2 separate regions of the Rattus norvegicus genome follow, and region 1 is linked to region 2. Evidence: chromatin contacts called from public Hi-C data. All regions are on one chromosome and are shown on one strand. Each heading gives the region's core, a stretch centred on a gene start, on an enhancer-like site or on the middle of the called end of the contact. The rest is flanking DNA. Distances are from core to core; before and after follow the strand shown.

What was found. Hi-C and Micro-C count contacts between places; a contact is called where the count stands out from the background.
Region 1: a contact with region 2 is called in a Hi-C map of Schwann cells, with 3 times the contacts expected there. The contact joins the promoter of Uspl1 here to the enhancer-like site in region 2. A contact is called at or near these places in 2 of 12 Hi-C or Micro-C datasets (Schwann cells and liver).

Annotation. Positions count from the first base shown.
Region 1 is chr12:10,884,751-10,891,203 of GRCr8, reverse strand. It overlaps Uspl1 (ubiquitin specific peptidase like 1), which reads left to right and starts at 4,551. Exons shown (of 9, transcript NM_001198555.1): 1 at 4,551-4,675.
Region 2 is chr12:10,785,616-10,791,712 of GRCr8, reverse strand. It overlaps Alox5ap (arachidonate 5-lipoxygenase activating protein), which reads left to right. Exons shown (of 5, transcript NM_017260.2): 4 at 3,689-3,770; 5 at 5,894-6,097. The coding sequence ends at 6,056. Among named protein-coding and RNA genes, the nearest start is that of Alox5ap, 21 kb to the left of the region's middle. Within about 2 kb of position 4,777, at least 1 of the 93 cell types and tissues checked has an H3K27ac peak or open chromatin away from gene starts, as enhancers often do. A contact at or near this core is called in Schwann cells, where this site is marked.

The DNA.
Region 1 (6,453 bases), core at 3,302-5,801, 100 kb before region 2:
AGATTTTTTAAAGTCATCTTTCCAGCCCCCACAGTCCAGTTTCTGACTTGTGATACAGTTCAGGGACTCACACAGTAAAGACAGTAATGACTTAAATTTAATGATTTAAAATTACTTTCTATAAAAAAAAAAGAGATAATTTTTTCTATTTCATTTTTGTTTTAATTCATTTATTAAACAATTACTAGGCCACAAACCATAGTAAGTTAGAATCCAGTCATAAGAATAAACTGTGCTCTTGCTATTTGTCGACTACCAACCTAGTTAAAATAGTCAAATTGATTTTATGGTAAGTTTCAATTTTATTTGTTTGTTTGTTTATTTATTTACTGTTCCATATTTTTTCTTAGCGACTTCTTGTTTTAAATTTCCTGGCTAAACCAAATGACAGCATGAACTCTTGGAAAGTAAGGCTATTTATCTACTTCTAAATAGCCCTAAACTCAGACCAGTGCTTCTGATTGATAAATTCATCTTGAAGTGACAACTATGTCCCAATTAGGAAAGTGTTTCTCTATACGAGTTTATTTATTTTTAATGTAGAGAACTCTTGATTGCTAATCAGCAGGCTGCGTGATTACTTTCAGTAAGGATCTGTGAATGCTGTTTTCTCACTGGAAGTACACAGGCTCATTTCTGAAGCCCAGGCTGGACCAGTCTAAGCTTTTCAGTCCTCCTACAATGGAGGCTACATGCTCAGCTCTGCGGTGGGGGTGGGTAGTAGTCTGAATAAAGCTCCAGATTTGTAGTTAAGAGGATACAGTCTTTAGTCTCAGGTCTGACAGTTTAATATGCAAACTTAGGTAAACTGTCCTTCTGGCTTAGCTTTCTGTCTTAAAGGGGGAATACTCAGGAGAGGTGGCTCAGTGGTTAAGAACATGTACTGCTCTGGGCGAGGACAACAGTTCAGTTCCTAACACCCCTGTGAGCTGCTGTACAACTCCCTGTAACTCCCTGAAATGGCTCCAGCTCCAGGGAATCCAAACCTCTCCAATCCTCAGGCATCTGCATTCTCAGCTCTGCCCCTCCCCCCTGCACCAACACACGTAATTAAAATAATAAAAATAAATCAGTAATAAAGCGGCAAGATGAAGAAGTTGCATTCTAAATCCAACTACATGCATGGAGTAAAACTGTTAAGAGAAAAATTGAGTTTAAATAGCATTTGATGAGCACGATCTTGAAAGCCACAGTCCGTTGCTAACGCCTCCAACTGCCCATGCTCACTGTCTGTCCAGCTGGGCTGCATGACTGTAATGTTCAAAGATACGGAAGTGGTCTGGGTCAGGGTCCTAAACACAGCTCACCCTCTTTCTTCCTCTAGTTTCAAGTGAAGAAGCTACTTAGGTGAATGTGATGGATCAATTTTGTTAAGAGTTAAGTATATTAACACCACCACACAACTCCCACGACACAAGCACAGGGGATGTAGAAGCCATAGCACACAGAAGTAGCTGTGCTATTGTTTAGGACAGAGATTCACATGTGTGAGAAATGATGAACATATACTTTATTGTACAATGCTTTACATTTTGATTCCATTTTAATTTATCTACTTAGCTCTTTGCTTCTTGACTGTGTAGGCGGTGTGACCAGCAACTTCAAGCTCCTGCCACAGTGACTTCCCCACTTGATGTATTAAACCACAGTAAACCCTTTCTTCCTTACAGGGCTGTTACCAGGGTATTTTGTTACAGTAAAAAGGAAAGTAACCAAGACAGATTCTGAAAGAAACCTAAGCATCCCACATCGGAAGTGGACTGACAGAAAGCCACCTCTAAGACAAGTGAACACGTAAGGTAAACGGGGCATATTATGCAACACTCTCACTAAAAGAGGAGACACAAACCACATCCTAATAGTACTTTACTTGCTTATATGTGCATATACCGCCCCTCAGCTCTCATTGGTCCTAGGCAGGGAACTGTGTGACTGAGAGGCAGATACAGCATCAAGACTTTCATTGCGTGAAGTCTGAGCTATGTACTACTCAACTTAAGCAGTAAGTTTGGACCAACAAGATAGCAGTGAAAGGGGAGACGGACGATGCCCTTAGTGGTCTCAAGGGTCTCTGCAGGTGACGACTGACTTCAGAAAGTATACGAGACTTTCCTGGAGCTATTTATCTTCTCCAAACTTGTCACTGTATAGATGTTCCCAGGGTACCAAAATTAAACAACTTGTATAAAGTACACAGCAAAAGAGACAGAATTAGATCAGATACTCCACTATCTACCCCATGACTCTTTTTTTAATTTGCTCATTTGGGGAACAGGTTAAGTGTGGATGCATCATGAGATATCGTGTAAGTTTACTTAAAAGTTTTAAGAGTACAAAACAATACCTTGGAACGACTAATGCAATCTTTGGCCTACTCTACGGAGAAGCTTTGCATATCCCAATAATTGTACGTGAGTAGAATGCTCCCCACATTTAACTCACTTGAACTCACTGAACAAATAGTGCCTCAAATTAATTATTTAAACAAATGCCTTGCACAAGAGGACTTGCCAAATATAACTATAGGCTGATAATTCTTTTACTAAAGTCTAAGATTGACAAGTCTCAAATCTGTCCGGACTCATTTGTTACATAGCCCAAGCTGGCCTCCACTCAAGGTCCTCCTGAGTGCTGGGATTACAGAGGTGTCCCACCATACTTGGCTTAGAGGTAGCGTTTATATCCCAGAATGGTGCTAAAGGTTTGTTTTCAGTTAAGGAATACAACACAGAAAAGAACAAGAGCTCACAAAATGATTTGCAGAGCACTGTATTCTGATTGCAGCTTAATTATTAACTAAATACAAGCTTCCTTTTATTGAATGTGAATTTCTAAGTGGGAATAGATAAACCTACTTTAATCTACTGAGGGTAACTCTTCTCTCTTTGGGACTGGTGTATATAAAAACAGGCACTCTGAATACAGTGGAAGGAAGGAATACGCAGAAGTGCATGGTATCTTCTCAGCTGGGAACTATTAACCTTAAGTAAATAGGGAATTTTCTCCCCCCAACCCCCATAGTCTACTTTCATTTTGTTTCCCACTATTAAATTTTTCTGGTCAAAAATTAAATTTTCATTAAAGACAGCAATAATCAATTTTTATGTTAATTCTAGTCGTTTGTGAATGTTGCTTTACATCTCAAAAGTCTGGTTACATTTTAACTGAATTATTAGGTCATTCCATTTATGAGCTGACATCAGCAAGTGTTTATTGGGAGGGGAAGTGTACTCCATTCTAAAAATGGAAATAGCATGTTGAATAAGAAAACAATCCTATTAATCTTGGCTACTATTTCAGGAAAAAACACTTTCTCAAAACTTCATAATCTCAAAAAAAAAAAAAACAACAACTTCATAATCCATACAAAAAGGAATCTAGTTTGATCTTACAACAAATATACCAGTGCATTACGTAAATTTGTTTAAATGCAAAAACAAATTTAAAAAAGCAAAACCTAACCAGTCTATTTTCGTCTTGAGGAAAAAAACCCTAACAAAGTCTCAGTTGGACCACTCAGAGATTTCCACTCCTAAGTACCACAAACTGAAATTCTTTTATTGAATTTCTACCTACAAGCAGACTTGTTTCCCCCATAGCACGCTACCAAAATTATCAGTATCCTGCCAGAACATAGTCGTTTAAGACCACTAATGAAACCCCACAGAACCGCAATCCAAAATGCCAGTCATGATTCCTGTAAGGTCCAGAAAATTCCAAATTGTAGTCCCAGGCCACGGAAACAGTCTACCCAAAGGACTCCAAGAATAGGATGTCCTCATGAACGCGATCAGTCACGACCTCCGTGACACCACATGACCGTTCTACGAAGGCAGTTCTTAAAAGTTAGCAACTGAGATCGCCCCTCTCTCTCAAGTTAAAGGAGGCAGGGCTACTGAGATGCGCAGGTCGGCTGCTCCGTGCCACCCCGGGTCAAGTGCTTGTCTTTCGCTACTCCCCTTACCGTGAGCAGATCAGAGAGGGAAGAAAAGGAAAGTGGCCTCCAAGGATGGGTTTAGGGAAGAAGGGAGGGGCAGCTCCGTGTGTGGTGACCATTTGTGAACACGTACGGTGGCGCGAGGGCCCAAAGAACGAACTATGGGAGCCCATCGTGCCGGCCGCCATGATGGCCTGCCAGTGAGGCCCAACATTGGGCCTACGCGCCAGAGATCGGATCAGCTACCACTCCTTCCTCGGCAGCGTAATCCCTCCGCTGAAGGCCGCGCACTAATTTTAATCACGCCCCGCCCCCTAGCCTCTGGCGTCACCTCCGTCACTCCTGCGTTTTCCAGCAGCTTCCAGAAACGTCCCCTCCCCCGTCTTCCTCACTCACACTTTGCAGGCTCTGTAGCTATGGGCCCCGCCCTGCCGCAGTTCCCACTGCGCCTGCGCTTGGGCAAGCCACGCCTCTGCGGAGCCTGCCGGAAGTGCCCTCGTCTTCCCCTTCCCCTGCCCTGCCCGCGTGCTTTCAAGCAGGGCTCTCTGCAGGAAAGTGTTTGTAGGGTAGTTCTTTGGCGGCGGACTCCCAAGCGGAAGTTGCTTTCCTTGCTGAGACGGCTGTGGGGGAGGAGCCGTCCGAGGGAACGTGGGTTGAACGTTACGGGTAGATGGTGTGGATCTCAAGCTGGAACAGGAGTTCGGACTCATTGTATACAAAGAAGTGTGCTTCGGGCAGGTAAGGGAGCCAGAGTTATTTCCTCGGGAAGTAGAGATTGGGACGGCTGGAGTGCCCGGGGGTGGGTTGTTGGCACGCTGAAAGGATGGGGTAGGAACAAGGGTCTGGTGGGAAAGGTGGAGAATGGAGGTGCAGACTGGGTCTTTAGGGTCCGTTTAGGTTCAAAGAGGTAAACGCTGAACAGAAACCAGAGTTTATGCCCGTCCAACGAAGAGCGTGGAGAGGGACTGGGTAACGGAACACCGCGCTTCTGGAACTTACTTCCTTGGTTGGCTTTTGAAACTCACTTCGCGTGGCCCTATCCGTCTCAAATTCGGGAAGCTGGGTTGGGTACCAAGCAGAAAGAGGCTTAGAAAAGTCTACCCCTTGCCTGGTTTAAGTCTATTGGCCTTGGCCTTGACAGTTCATATGTAGAGCCAAGAGGTAAAGCGCCGACGGGTACCAGGCCCTTCTTCGAAAACCTGTAGTAAGTTTTTGCACATGCAATGAATTAAGTTTAAATCCCTCTCCTGATTGACTGCTAAATGGACCTATTCTTGGCTAATACCTTCCATTAGGATCTCTGGAATGTTAGTGACTTACCGACGTTGGTGAGGGGAAAGGGGGTTAGGTAAGAGGAAAAAAGTGCTGGAGATGAACACTGGAAAAACTTGGTTGTTCTCCTTCTGATATAAGCTCGTGTCATAATCTTTAGCATGTATTGAGCTGTTTGGGTAGACTTTTTTATAATCAAGTTTGAGCAAATAGGTGGTTTGAAGCAGAGATGTCATTGTGACAGTGCCATAATGGAAAGAGAAACAGGTTCGAAACATTTCCAAAGCATCGTCCACCAGTTTAGATAACGCCTACTGTGCAAACATGAGAGCGGTGAGAGTAGACGACACGAACTTTCTAGTCTGTATTTGGAAGCCCAAAGATGCCAAAATTTAGGTACTGTACAGATTACACTTGGAGAAAAGGTAATGAAGATAATTTATTCCTAGACAAATTGAAATTTGAGAATCATCCCGGGGTTTTGTATATAAACCAGTGCTTGGAAGACCTGGAGAGTCTACTTCTGGTATTTTAAACATAAGTATTTGGGGAGAGGGAATTTCTTAACATTTGTTTGGTGTTTCTCCTACTAGCTTACTGGGTTTACTCCCTTCCTATCTCTCCTTTCCTTCCTTCCATAGACAAGGTCTCATTCTATACCACTGCCTGGCTTGGCATTCACTGTGTAAAACAGGCTGGCTTGGAACTCACAGAAATCTGCAATAGGTCTACTCAAAGAGATCCATGCACTGGAATTAAAGGCTTAAAGGCAATGCACTACCATGCTTGAATGTGCCTTGACTTCTTTGTTGACACAGCAGACATGGGATCAGGAAAGCGGCCTTGAAGGATTCTCATTTTTACTCCCATATTGAGAAAGAACCATTCCAGGCAGTTTTCTAGATCCTCAGGTAGATAAAAAGTTTTATCAACACCTTTTTCAGGAGCCTGCAGGTTTCTCTTCTGAGAATGAATGCAGAATGACAGAAGGAACACATCTATTTCCCTCAGAGAGAAGTAGACCAGATGGTAACTAACTTAGGTGTTAGCATCTTGTCAGCCTGGCTTTATTTTCTTCTTAGAACAAATCCAGGTGCATAGCTTAGGGTTTTACCACCGAAGCACATTGACTTTCCTGGGTTCTGTAATTCTCTAGGTTATGAGTAGAACCAGCTAACAGTTGTGGGTTCTTCAGCTTCTGGAAATTGAAATTCACTAATACCTACCTCTCTTTGTCTGCTTCT
Region 2 (6,097 bases), core at 3,528-6,027:
AACTTTATGCAAAACAAATCACTAATTGTGGCACAATTAATTGTGACAATCTTGTGCCTTTAGGAATTAGGACAAGCCTCAAGAGGTTTTTTTCCCTCCCCCTTCCTTATTTCTAGACTGTTTAAAACATAGTTAATTTTATTTTAAATTCTGGGTCTGTGTGTCTGTGTTTGTGACACGGGTTTGTGCATGTGAATGCAGTTGCCCCTGGAGGCCAGAAGAGGGCATCAGATCCTGGTTGAAAGCAGTGGGTTTGGGCTGGAGAGATGGCTCAGTGGTTAAGAGCACTGACTGTTCTTCCAGAGGTCCTGAGTTCAATCCCCAGCAACCACATGGTGGCTCACAACCATCTGTAAAGAGATCCGATGCCCTCTTCTGGTGTGTCTGAAGACAGCTATAGTGTACTTATATAATAAATGAATAAAATCTTTAAGAAAAGAGAGAAAAAAAAGAAAGCAGTGGGCTTGTGTGCTGGGAATCAAACCTTGATCCTCTGGAAGGACAGTAAGAGCTCTAAATGACCGAGCCATCTCTCCAGCCCCTCTTCTTTGGTTATTGATGTTTTCTAAGATGACATTGAGATCATGGTCTCTCCTTAGCTTTTCAAGTGCTGGGATTATGGGTTTGAGCCATCAAGACATCACTCCCTGTGTTTTTGGGAGGTGGGGTGGGAGACCTTTGTCCAGGTTTTCTCACTGGAAAATAGGACCACTTACTCATGTCAAAGTCCCTCTGCTGTGCAAGGGAGATGGTGTGCATGAAGCCCCCAACAGGGTCTTGGCACGTAACATTTGAGTTTTATTGAGAATGTCATGGTGGTGGTTTGAATATGGTTGGCCCAGAGAGAGGCACTATTAGACCTTGTTGGAGTGGGTGTGTCACTGTGGGCATGAGCTTTAAGACTATCACCCTAGCTGTCTGGAAGTCAGTATTCTGCTAGCAGCCTTCAGATGAAGATGTAGAACTCTCAGCTTCTCCTGCACCATGCCTGCCTGGATGCCACCACGCTCCCACCTTGATGATAATAGCCTGAACCTCTGAACCTGTAAGCCAGCCCCAATTAGATGTTGTCCTTTAAGAGTTGCCTTGGTCATGGTGTCTGTTCATAGCGGTAAAACCCTAACTAAGACAGTCACTGTTTCTGACCCCCTCCCTGACCAAAAAAAAAAAATTGTTACTTTCTATCTTTTTTCTTTTGAGAAAAGGTTTATTTCAGCCACACAATTCTAAGTTATACTCCATTACAGCAGAGAAGTTACAGAGCTTGAGGGAGTTGGTCACATGGCATCTGTAATCAGGAACAGAGAACAGCGATGAACGCATGCGAGGGTTCGGTGTGCTTCCTCTGCTTAGATCCAGCCAGGATTCCCCTGCCTAGGGAGTGTTTCTGCCTAAAATTAAGACAGATCCTCTCACTTCAATTAATGTGAAAGTGACCTCCCATAGGCTAGTCTAAAGTCCTAGAGGCTTACCTCCCAGGCAAGTCTAAAGGGAACAATACCTACCACAACAGAGAAAATTTGTATTCTGACAAGGTGCAAGATGGCATCTATCTGGAGAGGTGGCTCAAGCTGGTAAGAGCACTGGCTGCTCTAGCAGAGGACCCAGGTTCAAGTCCCATCATCCATATGGCCGTTCTGGCTCCCTCTTCTGACCTCTATAGGTATTGCATGCACATAGTGCACAGACAAACAAATGTTAAATAAAAAGTTTCTTCTGTATGGTCCAAGCTAACAATGGGAATACCATACGTATTATTGATGCTGCTGGTGGCAGCGATAAGGTTTCAAAATCAGAAAGAACTAGAAATGGAAATCAGGGCCACCTCTGTGGCACTTGCGGGCTTTACTAAACATTTATTTGATAAGGCTTTACTAAACATTTATTTGATAAGTATTAATGAAAGCCTGTATGTTCCAGGCACTATGCCAAGTACTGAGGTGACCTGGGAAAGGCAATTGCTCTCCTGGACCTTTGTTCTTTGCTTAGAGACTGGAAAGGTACCCCAGTCAGTGGAGCCAAGGGTGCCTGGCCTGTATGACGTTCTCACTAAGCTACTTTGGTATTTGAGTAAGGCTGGAGGCTTTCCAAGTGATTTTACTCACACAGTCATATTTTACTCCAACGCTCTTTCTTAAAAGATAGGAGAGGGGCTGGAGAGATGGCTTGGTCATTTAGAGTTCTTTATCCTCACATAGTAGGAGAGCTGCGACCAGCCTTTGCCCACACATAGTAGGGGGGCTGTGATCAGACTTTATTTATGCATAGTAGGAGAGCTGTGACAATCCTTTCTATACACATAGTAGGAGAGCTATGACAGGCTTTTATCCTCACGTAGTAGGAGAGTTTTGACCAACCTTTTCCCACATGTAATAGGAGAACCGTGACCAGCCTTTGTCTACAAATAGAAGAGCTGTAACTAGCCTTTGTCTATACATAGTAGGGCAGCCGTGGCCAGCCTTTATTTACACATAGTAGGAGAGCTGTGGCCAGTCTTTGCTAACACATAGTAGGAAAACTGTGACCAGCCTTTGTTTATAAATCTTAGAAGAGCTGTAACTAGCCTTTGTCTATATATAGTAGGGCAGGCATGGCCAGCCTTTCTACACACATAGTAGAAGAGCCGTGACCAGTTTTTGTTAACACATAGTAGGAGAGCTGTGTCACACCTTTGTCCACACACAGTACCAGCTAAGCACCTATTCTAAATCATACTACTTATAGGGTACTGGCGTTTTCAGCTCCCGATGCTAAATTTAGGGTTTTATAGGGGTGACCGGGGTGCTGTCTGTAGCTATTTACCCAGAGATTGGAATGCAAAGAAACCTTCTTCCTTACAAGCTGGAAAGTGTGCTCTGTGTACCAGAAACTCCAGGGGCACAGAGTATCATCTTGAGAAAACCAGACTCAAAACTGGGGCTGTGGTTCAGGGTGGGAACTCTCCCTGCACTCCCTCCCAGCTGACGCCCACGCAAGCCCCTCTGGCTGCCCGAGTCCAACTTCCCGTGTCTACAGATAGACACGTTAAAGGGTTCCCATCAGATGACACCTAAGCAAATGCCATGTAGGACGCCACAGAGCGGCTGAGGTAACCTATTCTTTAGGCTCTCTGCTTCCTCCCAGAAGCAGACGCTTTCTTGAACACTGATTGTTTTTACCAGCTCGACACAAACCTAGATGTATCTGGAAAGAGGGAATCCTGATTGAGAAAATGCCTCTGTAACACTGGCCCGTAGGCACTCCTGTGGAGTGCAGTCTTTACTAAGGATTGACGTCAGAGTGCCCCTCCCACATGGCTGGTGACATCCCTGGGCAGGCGGCCCTAGGTTCTGTAAGAAAGCAGGCTGAGCAAGCCAATAAGCATTGCTCCTCCGTGGCCTCTGTGTCAGCTCCTGCCTCAAGGTTCCTGCTTTGAGTTCCTGCCCCGACTTCCTACGATGATGGAGTGTGATGTGGAAGTGTAAGCCGAAGGAAAACCCTTTCTTTCCCAAGCAGCCTCTGGTTATAATGTTTTAGCATGGCAACAGAAACAGAATGGAGACGGCGTGCTAGCCTCCACTTTCAGAGCCCAAGGTCTCTGCTGGATTTTGCGGTCAAACGCTAATTGCTTAACCACTGTTACTGTTGTGTGAACAACTGTCTGGGAGACCGTGAACCTGACGTGTGCGTTTTCATTTCTCCACTTTAGTCCCCGCCGCCTTCGCTGGGCTGATGTATCTGTTCGTGAGGCAAAAGTACTTTGTCGGCTATCTGGGAGAGAGAACTCAGAGGTAGGTCTCAGGGTGCTATAGAACTTGACATGACGTGACGTGACGTGACGTTTGCCTTCCCAGTAGGAGGGTCCTGACTGCCACTGAGGGCTCAATGGGCTCTCCTTGGATGGAGGACAGGGTAGAGGCCCCACCTCCCTGAAGTTTAAGGATTCTGAACAGACAGCGGGAGAGCTGCCTCGTTTTCCCATGAAAGTTTTCCTTTGGGGCTGGGGATTTAGCTCAGTGGTAGAGCGCTTACCTAGGAAGCGCAAGGCCCTGGGTTCGGTCCCCAGCTCCGAAAAAAAGAACCAAAAAAAAAAAAAAAAAAAAGAAAGTTTTCCTTTGCGCAGCCTTGATTCCTGGCGCGGTTATAGCACGCTGGGCTGTACGCTGCTTGCAACCGCACACCAGCTGTTCTCCGTGGTGGAGTCTGGGGCAACGATAACCTTTTTGGTCTGACTTCCCAGGCCTCTTGTGAATTAAGCATCTCACTGTCGAGAGACCTAACGTTTGCCTCTTACCATGGGTTCTCTTGAACCTTAAGGAGTGCTGAGAATACAAGATGTAGTCATCTCCAAACCCTGGACTACAGATCAGCCCTTGCACTGTCTAGAGTTGAGCTGCACCCAGCCTTCCTCAGCACTTGCTTTCCTTTGGCTATGCCCCACCCCTCCACACCCCACCCCTTCCCCCTACTCCTGACTCCCCCATCCCATCCCTGCGATTCACATGGTGGGGAGAGTCAAAGTTGTCTTGACAGCACAGGTGCTGTGCCGCGTGCACACACACGTCACCAGACAACGTTAAATAATTTTAAGAGAGGGAGATCTGGTGACCTACATCCCCTGATCGTATCCCACTCCCTAAAAGCCCATTCAGCTATGATCTGATGAGGCCGGTGCCCTCGTGATCCCAATTATTTGTTAATAGTGCCACCCACTGGAGACCCTTCAACACATGGGCCTTTGGTGACATTTTCTACCCAAGCCATTAAGAGCCAGCTAGCAAGAGTTGGGCTTCTGGGCTTCCATTGTCTGTGTGTCACGCAGGGAGCTTGCTGGAATGCAGAGGCTGCATCCTGCTTTGAGAAGGACTTGGGGGATTGGGCTTCTGCCAGGCTCCCATCAGATGCTGACACTCCTAGTCTGTGGATGACAGAGTAGAGAGAAAGTTGGTACCCAACAGCAGAGCAACCTCCAAACACTTGTTACGAGAGTTGAGAGCCTCTGGGGTTCCTTTCAGCTAGGTACAATTTCTGGTAAGACACTTCCGGACTGCAGACGCTGAGTTTGGCACCCTCCACGCTCTGGGATAGTTTGAAACAGTCCATGGCAGCGGGAGCTCACCTGTCCCTAACACCTGACTCTAAGCTCCAAATCAGTGCTGATGGCCTCGTGCCATTGCTGGTTCATTACTGAAATCTTAATGGCCGTTTCAGACGTGTCAGCTCATGTCTTCTCATGAAGAATCTCCTCCTGTCTCCAACGGATGCTGTGCCTAAAATGTTTAGGATGGAAAAGTGAGGAGGGGAGGAGGGCAAGGGAGGGGGAGATTAAAGTTTCTTTCACTCCTCTGGGATGTGTTTCTACCACTGGGTGCTTGTCTCTCATTAGGGCAAACCTCACTTCTTCCCAGGCAGCCTCGGGAGGGAAGGTTGAACCCTCAGGGGCTGAAGTACCTTCACTGCATATTTAAACCATCTCCCCTAGCACAATGCTCACTACACCCCAGCCTCTAGTGCGAGCCTTATAGGCACTCCTGACAGGGACCACCGTGTAGAGGGCTTAATGAGTCCATGGTGCTCCCGAGACTCAGTAAGATTGTCTGAGCGCTGTTAGGACTTGCCAGTGGCCTGTCATCTGGAGTTAAGGGCGTTGAGAGAACTCAGGGAAGCCAGAGCCACTGATCCCCGAGGATGGCAGGTCTTCTGAGGAAGGCAGGCTCCTTCACCTGGCTCTGAAACATGTGCAGTGCTTAATTACAGCAGAGGCTCGCCCACCCTGGCTGTGAGGTAAGTGGGTGTCACGAGTAAATGCGGTATAATTTAACTGCCCTGTGTCTGGAAGCGGCCACCCCGTGTCTTTTGGGTGACACGGGGCGTGGTTTGTGCTGCACCTACCGCCTCCTCCCTTCCCTCGCAGCACCCCTGGCTACATATTCGGCAAGCGGATCATCCTATTCTTGTTCCTCATGTCCCTTGCCGGCATCCTCAACCATTACCTCATCTTCTTCTTCGGAAGCGACTTCGAGAACTACATTAGAACTATAACCACGACGATCTCCCCGCTGCTTCTCATCCCCTGATGGCTGGATACCGGAGTAGGACGATCGCCAGATCAATAGAG